Regions from separate parts of the Sus scrofa genome. Here all the other regions are linked to region 2. Evidence: chromatin contacts called from public HiChIP or PLAC-seq data. All regions are on one chromosome and are shown on one strand. Each heading gives the region's core, a stretch centred on a gene start, on an enhancer-like site or on the middle of the called end of the contact. The rest is flanking DNA. Distances are from core to core; before and after follow the strand shown. Region 1 overlaps LOC106505836 (a long non-coding RNA gene). Region 2 has its middle 65 kb from the start of NRIP1. Region 3 overlaps LOC106505836 (a long non-coding RNA gene).

Evidence for each region. HiChIP or PLAC-seq counts read pairs in DNA pulled down with a chosen protein or histone mark.
Region 1: a contact with region 2 is called in an H3K27ac HiChIP or PLAC-seq map of alveolar macrophages. The contact joins two enhancer-like sites. A contact is called at or near these places in 2 of 2 datasets of contacts at active chromatin or transcription factors (alveolar macrophages and skeletal muscle).
Region 3: a contact with region 2 is called in an H3K27ac HiChIP or PLAC-seq map of alveolar macrophages. The contact joins two enhancer-like sites. A contact is called at or near these places in 1 of 47 Hi-C or Micro-C datasets (skeletal muscle) and 2 of 2 datasets of contacts at active chromatin or transcription factors (alveolar macrophages and skeletal muscle).

The regions. Positions count from the first base shown.
Region 1 is chr13:180,305,661-180,309,683 of Sscrofa11.1, reverse strand. The region is part of intron 1 of LOC106505836 (a long non-coding RNA gene); the gene reads right to left. Among named protein-coding and RNA genes, the nearest start is that of USP25, 260 kb to the left of the region's middle. Within about 2 kb of position 2,068, at least 3 of the 83 cell types and tissues checked have an H3K27ac peak or open chromatin away from gene starts, as enhancers often do. A contact at or near this core is called in alveolar macrophages, where this site is marked.
Region 2 is chr13:179,978,605-179,982,858 of Sscrofa11.1, reverse strand. No RefSeq gene overlaps it. Among named protein-coding and RNA genes, the nearest start is that of NRIP1, 65 kb to the right of the region's middle. Within about 2 kb of position 2,173, at least 33 of the 83 cell types and tissues checked have an H3K27ac peak or open chromatin away from gene starts, as enhancers often do. A contact at or near this core is called in alveolar macrophages, where this site is marked.
Region 3 is chr13:180,332,955-180,336,709 of Sscrofa11.1, reverse strand. The region is part of intron 3 of LOC106505836 (a long non-coding RNA gene); the gene reads right to left. Among named protein-coding and RNA genes, the nearest start is that of USP25, 240 kb to the left of the region's middle. Within about 2 kb of position 1,724, at least 3 of the 83 cell types and tissues checked have an H3K27ac peak or open chromatin away from gene starts, as enhancers often do. A contact at or near this core is called in alveolar macrophages, where this site is marked.

The DNA.
Region 1 (4,023 bases), core at 819-3,318, 330 kb before region 2:
ATGACATTCCCTTTCTTTTCATATACAAACAGGAAAAAAGGGAATTTGATAACTGGGATGTGTGAGGACAGCTAAGTTCATCAAACTCTCCTTTAAAGCCTTTAAGTCTATGTCATCCTGTCCTTCCCATAAAATTTGATCTAGATCGTTATTGCTTAGTAAAACATAAAGAAGTATGTCCATAAGAGAGAAATTTGGAAGCCGATTTCGTCAGTAACCAACTAGCTTGAGAAAACCTCAAGCTGGCACTGAGGTTTGGGTTTTGGGAAACTCGGGACACCACAAAGTCTATCTGGATCAAAATAGCCCTTATTCTAATATCAGATACTCCAAATAGCAAAGCTGGGTTTAGGTAAATTGCAATTTTTCCTTGGTGATTTATGTTCCTTTGAGGCTAAAAGCCTTAGCAAATGGATGCTCTCATCCTATAAGGAGGCTTGAAGAGGTGAGCAAAGAAGTAAATTATTCACAAAGTTCAACAAAGCAGAACTTCTAAGGAACTTTATATCATCCAGATCAGCCTTGTGGATTTGGGAGAAACACCAAGGACTATAAGGAAAACCCTGAAGCATTACAGTCCAAGTAATTTGTTTTTCTTCTCAAAGGAAGGCAAAAAAGGTATTGGCTAAACTTTATCAACTGGAATACTAAAGAATGCACTGCATAAAGCAATTGCAGGAAAGAATATGCTTCCAGGGGAATGGATGTTTTGAACAATAATAAGGTGTTGAGGGATAACAATGCTGTTTATTTCTCAGAGGTCCTGAACAAACCTCCGCCCTCAGCCCTTTGGTTTTCTCACTGGTAGATGGGAGTATTACAGGGGCTAGTATAAGACAAAACGAGGCTTTGAGCCCTATAATCTTCTACTATGGGCTTTTGGCCTTGAAGGGCTTCTTTATTTATAGGGTATTGATTAATTCTGGGAAGAGGTTTTGAGGGATCTATTTAAGTCTTGATGGGAAGTGCACTGTGAATTTTATCAATATCAGTTGGATATTTTGCCCATAAGGAGGGTGGTAGCTGATTCAACAGAGACAAATGATCAGTATTTCCAGAATCAGGTCCTGTACTGTGAGAAAAGATGTCAAAGTGTCTTTTCATTCACCTAGCAGGTTGCTTTGATGGCTACTTTCAATTCTAGAATTATTTCCCTCTTTTGGAGGAAAGAAATTTCAGCATGAGAAGTCTTGGCTTAAGAAATGGGTAGCAGCAGAGGAACTAAGGAGAAGTGGGTGTCTGTCTCTCAAAGAGCCTAAACAAAAGGGAATATTTTCAGAGACAGGAACCTCCTGAGGCTCATTAGAAATTCCCACTAGAAGTTCTCGTCGTGGCACAGCGGAAACGAATCCGACTAGGAACCATGATCTTGTGGGTTTGATCCTTGGCCTTGCTAGTGGGTTAAGGATCTGGTGTTGCTGTGACCTGTGGTGTAGTTTGCCAGTTTGCAGACATGGTCGGATCGGGCATTGCAGTGGCTATTGTGTAGGCTGGCAGCTGTAGCTCTGATTAGACCCTTGGCCTGGGAATCTCCATATGCTGCTGCGGGTGTGGCCCTGAAAAAGACAAAAGACGAAAAAAAATAAAAATATAAATTCCCAATATTTGAACTGCATTACTACTCTGAGGCAGGCAGGCACTCAGAGCAGTGGGGTTGAGCACTGAGAGTGTGGCTCCGATGTTAAGTAGGACTGAAAGAGATTCATCTCCAGTCTGGAGAAAGGTTGCTTCAAGCTGACTAAGAGGGGTGATTGGGAAGAGCCCCTGTAGTTCCTCAGAGATTCACCATTGAGAATTGGGTTTCCATATAGGCCACCAAAATATCGACCTAAAACAAATGCATTGCTGGATATTTCTGCAGCAAAGTTTATTCAGGATCAGCAGAGAGTTGCAATTTGGAATATGCAACCATGGCAAGCATGCTAAAGTTTCATATGGCAAGGGAAAGAGAACACTTTTCCAGAGAGAAAAAGGAAGTCAGGAGGATGGTAGTAAACAAAGAGTCCATAGCTTTTCATTGGCCTAGTCTTTGCCAGGAAAGAAGGGTTTTTTCCTTTGGGCTCTGCTATCTTCGCAGGGCATGAGAGCTCCCCCTGCTGGCCTCCCTATTCTATTTAATTGGGGCTTCTGTTTATTAATTTTTATGTGTATGTTAAACACACTTTTAATTTACAGTATTTTCAACTTATAATAGGTTTATTGGAATGTGAATTTAAATTGAGAAAGATCTATAATTTAGTCCTTACAACAAACCAATGAGACTGATACTATTATTAGACCAATTTTACAGACAGGAAACCAAGGTCATACAACTATTAAGTGACTGAGTCAGAGCTCCATCCTGGCGATTGAGCAAATGGAGCCCATGACTGTATCTGGTATACTGTCCTGCCTCTCAAATAGTTACTTAGTAGCTCAAAATGATCCTCTCTTATAATTTATTATTTGTATTTGTATTAAATATCATTAGCTGAAACTTTATAAAGACATCTTGTTCTAATATATTTTATTTTATTTTATTTACCCAATACATTTTTTTTTCCTGCTGTACAGCATGGTGACCCAGTTACACATACATATACACATTCTTTTTTCTCACATTATCATGCTCCCAGTGCTATACAGCAGGATCTCATTGCTAACCCATTCCAAAGGCAATAGTCTGCATGCATTAACCCCAAGCTCCCCATCCATCTCACTCCCTCCCCCTCCCCCTCAGCAACCACAAAAAGACATCTAATCCCTGTTTTAAGAAAAATTTTAGCTGGTGGATTATCTATAGATTGGATTTATAAAATAATTTAAATAACTTTTAAAAGCACTGAAATTGATAATTCATAATTTTTGTTTGTTTATTTGTCTTTTTAGAGTTGTACCCATGGCATATAGAGATTCCCAGGCTAGGGGTCGAATCAGAGCTATGGGCGCTGGCCTATGCCACAGCCACAGCGATGCCAGATCCAGCCACATCTGCAGCCTACACCACAGCTCACAGCAATGCTGGATCCTTAACCCACTGAGCAAGGCCAAGGATTGAACCTGCATCCTCATGGATGCTAGTCAGATTCGTTTCCACTGAGCTATGATGGGAACTCTCAGTAATTCCTAATGTATATTGTCCTCCTTGGAGTGGTTACCTTAGGTGGTCTTATATTTACTGCAGACATGCTATCATTGCTCAAAATATTTTTACATTCCCTTTTTGAATTGTCTTGGAAAACAGGGCATTTTTTGAAGTCTATAATGGCATAAACTGAATCTTTTAAATGTGGATTTGAATGTTGTAAATAAGTAAAGACCAAGTTAACCAAAATAAGGTATAAATCCAAACAAGAATGAATGTTTTTGTTTGTTTCGTTTTGCTTTTTATAGGGCCACATATATAGCATATGGAAGTTTCCAGGCTAGGGGTCAAATTGGAGCTACAGCTGATGGCCTACACCACAGCCACAGCAATGCAGAATCTGAGCCATATCTGTGACCTACAGCAGAGCTCTTGGCAATGTCAGAGACTTAACCCACTCATTGAGGCCAGGGACCATATCCACATCATCATGGATACTAGTTGGGCTTGCTACTGCTGAGCCACAGTGGAAACTTCCAAATAAGAATGAATTTTTCTTGTGACTTAAACTGATGCTTATTCCAGGTCTAAAATATTTAGAGAAAGGGGCAATGACAATTTCGTAGTTTGTAACTTACCAAGGTGACTACAACCTTCAAGGAGCATCTTTTGATAATATGCATTCTGATATGCTTTATTAAAGCAGACAATAATAGGTCTGTGTTTAATATCTTGCTTTAACTCATAAGTGGCTTGGATGTTCCTGAATGAATAATAAAATCATTGTTTGAATGATCCATAGTGAACTTAACAGCAGGAAGGGTTAATCACTGTTTTTTATACTATTTAGCATAAAACAGAGATTTTTCTGCAACTTGACTTCATTTGTGAATATCATATACATTTCTCTGTCAAACTCTATTACAAAGGAATTCAATTTCTTCTTTCTAGTTGAAATA
Region 2 (4,254 bases), core at 924-3,423:
TTGATAACATTCAGATTTTCTTCCTGGGTTCTATTTGCAGAGAGAATGATATATCTCAAACTGACAAAGTTCCCCTAAGAACTGGACAAATGAAGGATGCAAACAGGGCTTGGTGAGCCAGGCATTTTGATTAAACCTGGGGTCTGAGAACTGGCAGAAGGTCCACGTCTGACTGATGGCAGAAAGGGCCTAGGGCCTCCATATTAAATGGTGAACTAGGGACCATAAAAGAGATAATATAGTGAAGATTTTCAGCCATCAATTTATTCCACAAATGGATAGGGCATTTTATACGTGGAGAGAGGGGCACTGATGGTTATCCGAATATCACTAACGTGTCCCACAGAACCTACTTGGAATAATTTTTTACTATTAATTTCACCAAGAGTGCTGATATGCTTTATATATATGATAAAGCTAATTTCTAATTTTTACATTTAGTAGAAATGAGGTTTTTTAACATTAGCAAAATCAGAATCTTATTAAATTTTAGGAGTGGATATAACTTTTAAAACCCTTCGGTTCTTTTTCTGGGTTCTGTTTGGTGATTAAAATGTTCTCATTTCAGTCTTCTTAGATTGGATTTATCATGCTTATAGTTTTTCTTAGACATATTTCGATTGTTTTCCAAAACTAGAATTTTTACAAGTTGTTTCATACATTCATTTTTATATTAACTCTTATAAAGAACGCTAATGGTTTCTATTTTCCTGATCAACAAGGAATTATTGAGGGAAATAATGGCCATTACTTATGAAGCATTTACTATATATGCCTGGTCTTGGATTAAGCTGCATGAACCGTGTCACTTCATTCTTAAAAGAACAGCATACATTAGGCATACTGGTATTATTTGCATTTTATAGATGAGGAAACAGAGGCTTAAAAATTTAGGTCAGAAGTTCCCTGGTGGCTCAACTCAGGTTGCTGCTGTGGCCCGGGGTTCAGTCTCTGGTCCGGGAACTTCCACATGCTATAGGCGTGGTCAAAAACAAATTAGGCCACTGATGCCACACAGCTAATAAATGACACAGCTGTCATTAAAACCCACGTCTTACTGATTCCAAACCCACTCTCTTGACTGCAACTTTAGCCTGTTTCGTAATTGATTCTTAAATTTCTAGTTCTATGACCTTCACTGTGTCTAGTTAAGCCATCACAAACCATGTGCCATTACTCTCTGCTCAAACATCTTCCGCCGACATGTTGGCGTATGTATACATATACAGATATATGTATATTTGATCAAATTGGAAACACTGAAGATCATGATGCCCTACATCTCATGCCTTAAATAGGCTTAAGGAGCCTCTGCATAAGGGTTTCAACTTTAATGACTGCAATGTCCTCTCAAAAAGAGATGACCTTACTAAAGGTCACTTCTGGGTAAATAAAACTCTGCTGCTGTTGACTTTTGATTCATCATCACACTGATATTTAGTGTCAGTCCAGTGTGCTGGATGAAGCAGCAGTCTTGAGCTCTTATAAAGGGAAACAGGTGGCTGGTCACATTGGACATATTCCCTTTGGCAGAGGTGGGGAAACTGCAACTAGTATTTAGCATTTTAATTGAAGTTGGCATTTGCAGAACCACTTTTCTCTTTAAAATTCTTTTCAAATGAGAGACAACCAAAATAGAAAGTATTATAACTCCTTCCTGTGTCATGTACATTTAGCTCCTTCAGAAGACGAGACTTCCCTTTGCTTTGACTCGAACAGCATTCGCGTGCTCCCAAGCTGATATTCAGTTGCCAAAACTAATACACGCAGGTGTTTAGCGTATCAGGGAGAGTAAATGTTTTTGTCAACTTTTTAAACAACTTCCCCCACAATCGCCAATGCTCTCCAAATAGAATCTGCTGACTTCAATGGCAGGGTCAGTGTTCCAGAGTGACTCACTGCCCCGGAGAGAACAAACAAGCTCAACAAAGGCTACTTGAAGATGTAAATGCCCTTTCCTTATTGCTGGTGAAAGCTAGGGTTTTCACAAAATAGAACTTAAAAGCCTGTGGGTGGGGGTTTTTGCTGTCTCAGATATCCCAGGGCCTCAAGAAATACACCCTCTAACAACTGTTTCCCTCCCCTACCTCTCCCAACTCCTAGAGTGCACCAGATGCATTCAGTTCCTCAGTGAAAATACTCCTGAACCTGATCCAGACCAGCCCTAACCCACGCCACTTCCCAGAAGCTAGCCTTGCCAAGGTCTCCAGTAACACGCTCACTGCCAAAACCAGATGGCATTTCTCCATCTTGATGCTCCTTGACTTATGTACAGAATTTGACACTGCTGATAACCAATTACACAACTCTCTCTCCTTGGCTTCTGAGCCTCTTTCCTCATTTAGTCTGACTCTCACCTCATCTACTTTAGAGACCCTTCACCACCACCCCTTCCAAATTAGCTTTTTCATGTTGGTTGCTTCACCAATGGCAGGGGCCATGCTTAATTCGTGTTAGAACCCCAGTGCCTAGATAGCGCTTGCAAAATAACATGACCTCAAAAAAATATTTGTTGAATGAATACATATATCTAATAAAACCATATCTGTGTTCACCTCTGTTCTCCACATTGCTTCTGTCTGCAAGACAAGTTCCATAACAATTCATATTAAATGGAAATTTATCATCTGTCTTTCACTTTGCCCACATCTAACATCCATGTATCAGTAAAGAACACTGATAAATAAGAAAGCTCCCAAATAAAACACCTCACTGGCTCTTGGTTGTTTTTCGATTTCTATTTCCAGTTCCTAATTAAAGCTGCTTTTTCAGTCATGACATTTTCTGAATCTGATTTGTCTTCTTTTCAACTCTTCTGAAGGATTTTTTATAGAATAAACAAGAAAAAGCACTCTGTGTTCAATTGGCATTTTGTATAGTAACTATTTGCTGTAATGTATTACAAAGAGCAGCCAATTAATATTTGTTGAGTGATAGCCACACAAATAACTGGATTATGTGAACTGTTTCTCAATTTGATCATTAATGCAGTCCAGACACATGAATTAGTGGTTCCATGTATGTTTATTTCAGTCATTTTAATGACCAAATCGTATTATCTCAGAGGTGATATTGTCCAAATAATGCACTGTGTTGTTTCAGTGAAAAATAAGAACTTAACTCTATTAAGTTTGTTTTATGGTTTACAGGTGATCCTTTATTTTTTTTTTGGATAATCATAGACTCATCTCCCCAGAATACCTCTTCTGCCAAACTTATCTTTTTCACCTGTCGGTTTATGTGTGCCAGACTTCTCTGAGGCCATATGATTTTTTTTAAACTTATCTGATAGATCATATGTAAGATCCTCTTGCTCAGCTGCAAACTCTTTCATCCTAATTTTTTAAATGCCTTACTGGTCATTTTTCTCTCTTCTTTTATACCCTCTGATCTAACCGCATCTTGTGTCTTCTCACTACCCTCTTCCTTTGATCATTTTACTTCATATGTTCCATTTGGATGGATAGATGGATAGATAGATAAATAGATAGATAGATAAAATCGCTTCTTGTAGACATTAAAGGATTGTTTGATATAACCTGCTAGCACCAAGAACTTACTTCCTAATAACAGATATTGTCTTTTTATTCTCTCTTGATAAGCATGTCTCTTCCATATTTGTAGCAAATCGAATACATTTATATTTGAATATCATTTTATATGTGGTTTGCCAAGCTATCTCTCCTTATACATTTCTCTGTTTTGGGTTTTTTTTTTTTTTTGGTCTTTTGTCTTTTCAGGGTCACACTTGAGGCATATGGAGTCTAATTGGAGCTACAGCTGCCAGCCTATGCCAGAGCCACAGCAATGCCAGATCCAAGCTGTATCTGTGACCTACACCACAGCTCACAGCAATGCCAGATCCTTAACCCACTGAGTGAGGCCAGGAATTGAACCCACAAACTCATGGTTCCTAGTCAGATTTGTTTCTGCTGTGCCACGACGGGAACTCCTGTTTCTCTGTTTTATTATCATCAGTTTCTGATTGTAAGCTCCTAAAAGGAAGAATTGATATTTATTAAATATAGCCTAAACAGTTTCCAGCACTCTAATATGAGAATATAAGCAAGTAAAGGTTATTTATGTCTATTAACACGTTATCATATATGTATCTGAAACTGTAGGTACCTGAAACTATAAAAAAATCAATTAATTCTTTTCATCTTTCACCAGTATATTCATTCAACCTTGCTAGAGGGAATATGTAATGAAAATGGACCCCTTCCATTATTCACTGGATCTTGTTAGATCAAT
Region 3 (3,755 bases), core at 475-2,974, 350 kb before region 2:
ATAATCCAGGTATGGATCATTACCTTGGTCTTCACGGGGTCTAGTTTCTTTGTGATGCCACAAGGGAATTTTGGAGGCAAGAATATTTAAATGCAATGCAAAACTTTATCAGAATGTCAGGAACCATGTTGTAAAAATCCTTTGGTATTCACACACCTTTCTGTATCTCTCAATTCCTAGAACTACACTCAGAACTCTTCCCATCCTCAATTCAGGTGTGGGCTCCAGGATTATTTTTTCACTCCTCTCTTGCCTTCTTAGATGTGTTCTTTCTCTCCATTATCTTTTCTCTCCCTTCATTCTGTTTCTAGTTATTTCTAATTCTTAATTATTTTGATCCATTATCACTATGGACATAGCAGATGGTTCTTAAGTATTTCTTGTGAAGGGGAGGAAGACATGCTGCAAATACTCATACATAAATCATTTTATCTTTGTTAAACAGGAGAAATGTGATTAGAGACTATTATCTCACAGTAGTCATAGGGATAGGCGGGGGGATGAATGTGAAAGTAGTATTGGAAGTAGAGTGAGAGAAATTGGGTCTCAGGTGTGGAATGAAAGAAGTAGGATTCTGAGGCGGAAAAAGTGGAGCTTGTCTAGAAATACTCTCCATATTTCTAGCTAGGATATGGGATCATTGTTGGGGTACTTTTGATTAAGCAAGAGATGCCATAGAAGAGAAGAGTTAGAAGATACATAGTAAATTCAGCTTTGTAAAGGCTGATTTTAAAAGTGTTTCAGGTTACCCATGAGGGCTTTCCAGGGACAAATGGAGAAATGAGGCTGTGCCTTTGAAGAAGAATACACTTGTAATTCATCATCTTAAAGGTGATAGTTCAACTAGAGAATAGGGTTCAGAGGCCTGAGGGAAAATGCAAGATGAAGAATAAGATAGAAGAGTTTTCCAAAAGTCTACAAAAGTTGGACCAGAGAAGTAGGTGGGGGAAAAAGCAGGTGAAGGGGGAAAATGCTTCATATTGAAAGTGCCAAACATTACAGAGAAGTTGAGAACCATACGCGCTAAGAATTGGAAGTAGCAAAAGTAGGCTTAATAATTGTCCAATGCATTTGACCCCATGAAAAAGCCATTTCAGTGGCGATGAAGACTGCAGGCTGATTAGTAACAGGGGTATTAACTACTCTTTCAATACTTTTGCCTGTGAGGAAAGAATTTGAGTTGCAATGGGAATCCAGAAGTAGGCAGATCTTGGGTCTTAGTAAAAGGGGCTGTGTGATGAGGAGGCTTTTTCCAAGAGGGTGAAAAGGGGAGTCATCCTAAGGGAGCACCACGTTTAAGGTTAGGTTGAGGGGGACCTGGGTGAAATGCTTGAATGAAAAGGGACATTTATTTACAGTAGCATATGGATTCCATAGGGCACTGAGGAAAGAAGTTACTATGATTCTCCAGCCATATGTGCCAGGAACTGTGCAGTGGTGAGGAAAGAAGGCATTGTTCCTGCCTCCAAGAAGCTAATGGCCCAGTAGCGATACTCATCTAGTTAACAAAATATTTAACAAGAGCCTACTATATGCTAGGAGACACTGTTCCAGGCACTGAAAATACAGTGGAGGGCACAAAACAAAGTCTAGGCCCTCAGAGAGACTGTAATCCAGTAGAGGCAGACATGCAAACAAATTCTTTCACCATTTAGAGAGCTGTGATAGCTGCCTTGCCCCATAGAATTACGTTCCTCTGGTTTTTCTTCTATTAAGCAACAATGGAAAGACTTGTCAATTCTACGGGGCAAGGCAGCTAGGAGGAAGCAGGTGAAGATTCTCCTTTGCAAAGCAGGGGATAATGACTGAGATGAGTCTTGAAAGATGAATGGGTATTCACCACATGGACTGTGCAGGGAGAAGGCAGGAGAGGTGGAGGGAGCCATGTGAGCAAAGGCCAGGAGTTTGACAGGAAAATGGAATGAGGATGGCAAGATGACTCATAGCAGAGGAACAAAGAGTAGGGTGGGGACCAGGATGTGAGAGGACAGAGGACTGTTGGAGCGTGCATTTTGGGTGGAGGCCAAAGGTGGCAGGAATGAAAAGCTTTGAGGGATTAAGTGGTCCCAAGGTTCTGAAAGACTCTGGCTTAGAGTGCTGTTCACTCTGGCACAGAGAGAGTCAGGACTGGTGCTACTGTCAGCGGCCCAGCCTGGTCAGCAGGCTTGGTCAGGTTTCCAAAATGGAAAAGTGCTCTGTGCTTCTGTGAAGCTCGGCCTCGCCAGGCTGGAAGAATGGCGGTGATGTGGCATCTTAGGCAGGATGGGAGCATGTGGAAAGTGAAAGATTCCATGAGGTCTCCTGGCTGCACAGTTATGTAGAGGCATCCAGACAGATATTCTCACAGGGCCTCTGGCTGGCCACGGGAACACAGGAAACAAACGGAGTCTTATTTCTCTGTGAGGTCCAGTTCTTGCCCCAAAGGAAGGGAATCAGAATCAAGGAGCCTTAGGTCCTTGTCAGCACTGACATTCTAAGAATCTACTTGTGAGCAAAACCTCTTGAGGTAAAGTGTGCACTCATTTTTTTGTAATCTGACTTTGGAACAACTCTTTTCTCCCACACAAAACAACACGACTTTTTAGTAAAGGAGTCAACACATAATAGAAGTGCAGTCAATATGCGATCAGTTGAATCATTTCATACTCGTGGGAAATTTTTATTTTTCACGTTAAAAAGTAATTGGTTGTTCTAAGTGAGCTCTGGGTGCAAATAATACAAACCGAATTTGTGTTATCATTTTGCGCTCTTGATGTTTCACATTGGTTGCCTAAGGACAAATGCTTCCAAGCTCCTATTTCTTTCTGGTTTTTCAGCTAGTAAATCGGCATGCAAATTAACCTACACCTAAAGATCTGGATTCTGAAGGCAGGAGGGCTGGGGATAAATAAATATTTTTATAAAGTTTTTTAAATTTAAGAATATGTACTATCTTGAAATCTATCATTATTTTGTTCAAATCAGTATTGGTGTAGCCATGGAAACTTGGGAGATGAAGGTAAACATCAGTCAAATGAAATAGTTTGAATTTATCTGCACTTGTGCCGGGAATCTCTGAGTCTTGGAAGACTGTCTTCCGGCCATTTTCTCATCTTTATAATAAGTTTTAACTGATTTTCTCCTTCTATGGTTCCAGCATTCCTTTGACCCAGTCTGATTCCCCTTTTATTAATGTTTACCCTCATTCCTACTGTGAGTCTGCTATGATTTCCTTCATATGTTTTTCAGTCCTTTGCAGATAAGACCCATGGTGACCCCAAATGAACTCAAACCCTGACTCATGGAGGCTCCTTGGACACTCCTCTCTTAGAGAAAACTCGGCTCCTGCTCCTTGATTGCCCTGCCATTTGTCATTATCCGTTGTTTACCGTCTTTGAGCCAGTTTTCAATCCCTGCGACAGCACTTCTGTCCAAATCAATTTGTATTAATTTTTTCCAAGTCAGATTTCGCAAGGCGCTGCATCCAATGGATTCCAGAGGTCCAGGCATATTACATTTACAGGTTCCCTTCACCCAGTGGCTTTGTAATTAGATTTTTTTATAAGTGGGGGTGGGAAGGCGATCGAGTTTCGCTGGCGTGATGGTCCAGGGCTGTCTCACCACCTAGTGAAAATTCATGTGTGGAGCTATTGACGCAGGCGCGAGTTTAATACCCGTGATAAAGTGGGGGATTTTAAAAAATGGAACTGAAATGCCAGCTGCTCCTCACATTCCTCGCACCATATTGTCTAATGAAGCGGCCCCTTTTTTCAGCA